Regions from separate parts of the Canis lupus genome. Here region 1 is linked to region 2. A link is a contact called in public Hi-C data. All regions are on one chromosome and are shown on one strand. The core of a region is the stretch at or near the end of the contact, and the rest is flanking DNA. Distances in the headings are between cores, read along the strand shown. Region 1 holds the start of RPS27 (ribosomal protein S27). Region 2 holds the start of ATP8B2 (phospholipid-transporting ATPase ID).

Region 1 (2,876 bases), core at 345-2,844, 190 kb after region 2:
ACACTGGCTGTGGAGTGTAAGGCACTAAACTCCACTTGGACAAATCCCTTCAGCTGTAAAGAACTGGAGCTATAAGCCCCCAAACTAGGTTTCCAAAAACTGTAAATAAAGGATCGATCCTAAGGTGTTCGGCACTAAAGTGGTGTGGTAGACTGTTTTCAACTAGCGGCTAAAAAATGGAAACGTAAGAGTTAAAGAAAATATCCCATTTATATAGCATCCTATGTTTCTATCAAGTTCCAAAGATTTAGTCAGTGAGCCTAGCTGGATAGCAATGTTCCATATGGATTTAAGTACTTGGCCACTTACTTGCCCCAAATGACTAGCAGTCCACTCTTCTGGGTGCCCCTGAGTACTTGAGTAGGAACTTCCTAGCAGTAAAACAAAGACAATAAACAGGATGTATCCAAAATCTGTTTATTGGGATAGTGTCCCACTCATCTTGATTCAGGGAGCTTTTAGTGCTGCTTCCGCCTGAAGGAGCATCCTGGAAGAAAAAACGGTTCAGAGATTGATAGCAGCCTACTTATCCTGCCACCCCCCAAGAAACGAGCGTGGCTGCTAATCCATCCACAGGAAAACTACATCTTTACTTTCCTCAAAACTTATAGCTACCAAAAAAAAAAAAAAAAAAACTTATAGCTACCACTTCAGCCGTTTATAGCCCTCGCGCTCCCTCATATGAAGCCCCTTTCATCATTACCCAGGTACAGCTTTAGGTTTGTTTTGGATCTAAGGAATGTGTGGTTTCTGGCAATCCTCTTGCGGGAGGGTGGCCGGCGGACTTTACAATCCAACAGCCTGCACGAGGCGGTCTGAGGACACACGACACCCCCCCCCCCCCCGCTCCAAGATTCAAGCCCCAACGACGACGTTCGCTCAGCAGCTCACCTTCTGTAAGCCTTGCTTTTCCTCCCGTGGGCTGGCAGAGGACAGTAGAACAGCCGACACACAGAACTACCGTCTGTGCGTGGCTGAAGACGGTGGTGATTTTGTAGCATCCTGGGAAGAGACGTCAGGAAGCGGGGAGTGAGGACCTTTCAGGCCTTTTCAGGCCCTCCTCGCTGGAGCCCGCTGGGAACCCGCCGCTCTCCTCACCCCCGCCCCGGGACCCTCCCCTCCCCCTCCCCCCCCCTCCCGCGTCGTTCCCCCCTGGCGGCGCCCCTCACCCGGGCACTTAACGTCCATGAAGTAGGAGTTGGGGCTCTGCACCAGGCGCTTCTTCTTGTGCTTCCTCTTCTCCTCTTCCGGGGACGGGTGCAGGAGATCCTTCGCAAGCTACGGGGGCACAAGGTGTGGTCAGAGCAGCAACGGCCCGGGGCAGTAGAGTGGGGAGGAGGAGGAACAGGAGCAAGAAGCAATAGCAGCGGCAGCAACAGCCCGCACCGCTCGGCGTCCGCAGCGGGGCCGCCATCTTATCCCCGCCCCGGGCCGCCCGCCGCCCGCCCCCGGCCGCCCGCGGTCCGCGGCCGGCCCCCACGGCCCGCACCCGGCGGAGGAGCACGCGCGCGCGCGGGAAGCGAGGGCTCCGCCGAGACCCGGGCGGAGGAACTCACGGGCATGTTCTCGTGGGGAGGTCGTCACCGCCGGAAAGGAGCGAAAGCGGAAATCCTGCCGCTTATATCCGCCGTCCGCCGGAAGTGACGCGCGCGCGCGTTCGGCCGCCATGCCGAAGTCCGCGCGCCGCCTGTGGCAGAAACCAGCGCCTTTGGACGGGCTGCTGCGCCGCGACCGTGGGAGCGCGTCCGTAGGGTACGCTGACGAACAGGCGCGCCCCGCCCTGCCTGGGACCTCTCCGCTTCCTTTGCTGTTTTTCCGTGGGTTTACTTTGCCCAGTCAGCACCCCGAAGTGTAAACACGGGAAAAGAAGGCCCGCCTATTTCCCCGCTTCCCCAGCTTGCTGCGAGGTCAGCGGCTGTTTTGTTTTATCCAGTGGTTTTCCTCTAAGTGACGATGACATCAGACGCTGGCGTAGTGCTCGCCCTGGGCGGCTGTGGCGGCCGGACATTGTACATCCGCACCGACACACTTGGAAAGGGCGAGGAGAAAGCAAACCGGGACCGGAGCCACGTCTTGTACAGTCGGGCCCAGCGTCTAGAAGGTCCCTTTGTCACCAGAGGACCGAAGACTTCTCGACGGCGTCTGGGAATGCAAGCAGAGGCGTGTGAACTCGGGTCAGGGGCGTGGAGTGTCGGGTGCAAACACCCGCCCCGCGGCCAGAGTCGAACTTCCAGAGTGACAGCGGCACTGGGAAGAGGGATCTCTGAGGGGCCGGAGTCTGGACAGAAGCACTGTGTGGGTTGACGGACAAAACCCAGGGCCAGACGGAGGGGAGGCATAGTTGCCGGAGCTCCGAGTGAAAGGCAGAGCGTCCGGGGCCGGGTTCAGGAACAGCTATTGTACCCCAGCATCGGTACCGTTTGGAGGGGTGGGCACCACACGCACCACACTCTGGGGATGGAGTCCAGTTCCAAGCAAAATGGAAAAAAAAAAAAAGAAGAATTGCTGGGTTATTGTCAGAATTAATGAAAGTTGAAGAATAAAGGACACTTTGGCTAGTGAGGAGAAATAGCGAAAACTCAAGATTTGTGATACAGCTTGAAGACATGGTGGGAGGTGAGAGAATGGACAAAGTGGGTTCAGTGGTGGTGTCTGAGAAGGGGCAAGCGCCGGCGCGAACGTGACCAGATGAGGGAAGTGTAGTACCAGTACGCTCTACATGAGGACAATTCTGACCCACTGTTAGAAAAGCAAATAGTTTGAACAGTTTTTTTTTTTTTTTCCCAAAAAGCAAAGATAAACTTGTTTCTTTATAGCCATGTTTTCCACTTAAGCTTTTTCCTTGCCTTTTCACAAACCTTTCATGTGGTCCCAAG
Region 2 (2,920 bases), core at 154-2,653:
CCTGAACAGGTCCCCAAACCACTTCCTCTCACTTCCTGGGTCAGCAGAGGGGCCTTGCCCACTGTGCTGGGGAGTCACCCTCTCTCTCCCTCCCCACAAGCCCAGCCCCGCCAGGATGGCAGTAGATACAGGCTCAGGGAGCATCACACAGGTCTTTGTTTTTCCTTCCATCTTACCATGTCCCTTTCACCTAAAAAGGTAAAAGGTCTGGCCTAGGAGACAGGGTCAGAGCCTCATCCCTATTGCCAGCCAGGCCCTGGGTCCTCTTGTCACCTCCTCTTTCTCTGTCTGGGTGAAAAGCCTTCCCCCTCATCTGTTCCCTTGTCCAGGGCCTCCGAGGCACAGCCTGCCAGCCTGTCAGCCCAAAAAGATACTGATTGCCTGTCTGACCAACCTCTATAATTACAGACTCTGGCCACAGCCTGTCACCCACACCAGCCATCCCTTTACTAACTCAGACTCCCTTTCTGAACCCCAGGTCAGGCAGAAAGCCAGAAGTCCTCTTCCTCCCCGACCCTTCCCAACACTGATCTTGCCAAGGGTGCCTGGCTCAGGAGGAAAAAACTTCATCCATGTTTGGGAGATGCCAAGCCCTCCTCCAGGGGCCCTGGCCAGGGTCTCCACCCAGTCTAGAGCATGAGTCACAGCAGGGTGGGGTGTGGAGGAAGAGGCTAAAGGAGAAGATGGGAGGGTGGGCACCACAAGTTCCATAGCCAGCCCCACCCTCCAAAAGAGAGTCCATCAAGAAACACCACCAGCCTGAAGATCTGGGCTTGAGTCCTACGAAAGAATTAATGAAGGGACCACACACACTCTTAGGATTCCCGAGTCTGGACACAGATCAGGAAAGTTGTTTTACTTCTAAGGCCCTGAGGAGAATGAAAGCTGACTTGCTCCCAGAACTCATCCCCTCTGGGGCTCTGGTGGGGAGGGAGCAAGAGTGGGAGACATGGGGGACGGCACTCGCTTCTCCCCAGGCTCCTACAGCCTGGGTTTCTTTAACACTAGGCACACCAGCCACGTTGCCCTGCCCATCACCCGGCCCCAGCCCCCTCTGCAGCCACATTTAGAATAAAAATAGCCGGCTCTGGGAGGAAGGCAGTGCTCCTCCTCTGGCCGGGCCCCCACTCCCTTCCAGCCCGAAGCCTAAGCCGGGAAGACGGACCCCTTCTCCCAGAGAAGGTTGGCAGGTCAAGGGGACGGCAGGAAATGGGATCCCGTACCCCTTCCGTGGTCAGGGTCAGACTCCTCCTGGGGCCCCCTCCAGAGACGCATCCCTCACCCTACAAGTGTCGGGCGGCACTCCCCGCCGCGCCGCCCCCTCCCTTCAGCCCCCCTGCCTCACCTCAGCGCGCGGCGCCGGGCGCCCGCCCCGGCCGCCCCGTCCAGCCCATGCCGGGGGCTGCGGCGGGGGGCGCTCGGCTCGGCTCCCCCGGGCTCCCGCCCCCAGCTGCAGCCCCGCTCCCCCGGGGCTCGGCCCGCTACTTTGTGTCAGTTTCGGCCGCAGCGGGGCGGAAGTGACGGAGTCGGCGGCAGAGGCGGGGGGCGGGCGGGGGCTTTGGGGAGGAGGAGAGGGGGAGGGAAGGAGGGAGCCGCCATCTTTGTGCGGGGCGGGGGATTGGGGGTCTTAACCCTTCCGAGCCGTGGCCCCCGCCCCTCCCGCGGCACCTCCATCCCGGAGCACCTCCACCCCGGGACCCCTCCATCCCGCGGCCCCTGCACCCAGGGGCCCCTCCATCCCACGGCGCTCCACCCAGGGGCCCCTCCATCCCACGGCCCCTCCACCCAGGGGCCCCTCCATCCCACCGCCCCTCCACCCAGGGGCCCCTCCATCCCACCGCCCCTCCACCCAGGGGCCCCTCCATCCCACGGCCCCTTCATCCAGGGGCACCTCCACCCAGGGGCCCCTCCACCTCACCGCACGTCTCCAGTCGGCCAGAGAGTAACGAGCCCAGACGTTTTTTGTTTTTTGTTTTTTTTTTTTAAGTTCATTTACTTAAGTAATCTGCACACCCAACATGGGGCTCCAACTCACGGCCTCCGAGATCAACTGGCAAGTCCTCCGACTGAGCCAGCCGGGCACCCCAAAGGGAGCCCTGGCGCTCTTATTCACTGGAAAGGGTCCCGGGAGGGCGGCCAGGTAGGGGCGTGAGAGCGAGCCTCCCCCGCCCCCCCCGCCCCCCCCCCCCCCCCCCCCCGCGGCCCCAGAGTCAGGGCCTTACTCCTGGGCGCACCGCACCCCTCTCCGGGAGGGATGGCTGGAGCGTCTGGGCACCGGGCTGTGCCTCAGTTCTCCCCCTGCGCTCCCGGTCGTCTCCTCGCCACCTGGGGAGCTGCCCCGCGAGGCTGCGCAGAGGTCTTGGGGCTAGGAGCCCCCCTCACCGAGGCTGCCCGCCCCCCACCCCACCCCGGGCCCCTCCAGGGTGCACCCTTTGGCGGCCACTGGGAGGCTCTTCGTCCGCGGAAGCCATCATTGTCCCAAGACCTGCTGGGGGGGGGGGGGGGGAGCAAGGAGGGCCAGCGGGAGGGGCCTGGCGCGGGGTTACCGCCCCGTCCAAGTATCCTGCCCAGTTCAGGGGAAAGGATGGCTTGAAGAGCGAACTGGTACAGAGAATGTCTTGTCACCAGCCCTGGGTCTCTGGCCCTCTCCAGTGTCCACAAGGGAGATGAGGGCTGCAATGTCAGAATCATAGCTTACACTGAGCGGAGGCAGGAATTTCCAAGTCTGAAGCTTTATGTTGGGCAAACTCTAGATCCTGAGCCGGCTCTGACTCTTCAGAATGGTGGAGAGCCACCAGCAGCTGATATGTGGCTGTGCCAAGAGTAGCCCCTACCAGAGGGGCCACTACAGGCACCCACCACCAGCCATTACCAGCACTACAAGAGAAGGACACAAGATGACCTCAGGGCTGGCTCCCCT

Evidence for each region. A called contact is a pair of places that touch in the nucleus more often than the background predicts.
Region 1: a contact with region 2 is called in a Hi-C map of blood, with 2.0 times the contacts expected there. The contact joins the promoter of RPS27 here to the promoter of ATP8B2 in region 2. A contact is called at or near these places in 2 of 9 Hi-C or Micro-C datasets (both in blood).

Annotation. Positions count from the first base shown.
Region 1 is chr7:43,135,621-43,138,496 of UU_Cfam_GSD_1.0, forward strand. It overlaps RPS27 (ribosomal protein S27), which reads right to left and starts at 1,595. Exons shown (of 4, transcript NM_001252286.1): 1 at 1,557-1,595; 2 at 1,170-1,278; 3 at 892-1,002; 4 at 402-487. The coding sequence starts at 1,562. The coding sequence ends at 459. It overlaps NUP210L (nuclear pore membrane glycoprotein 210-like), which reads left to right. Exons shown (of 39, transcript XM_038543273.1): 39 at 1-139. The coding sequence ends at 28.
Region 2 is chr7:42,945,156-42,948,075 of UU_Cfam_GSD_1.0, forward strand. It overlaps ATP8B2 (phospholipid-transporting ATPase ID), which reads right to left and starts at 1,404. Exons shown (of 28, transcript XM_038543231.1): 1 at 1,346-1,404. It overlaps AQP10 (aquaporin-10), which reads right to left. Exons shown (of 4, transcript XM_038543234.1): 4 at 2,434-2,877. The coding sequence ends at 2,688. The region is part of intron 2 of LOC102151891 (a long non-coding RNA gene); the gene reads left to right.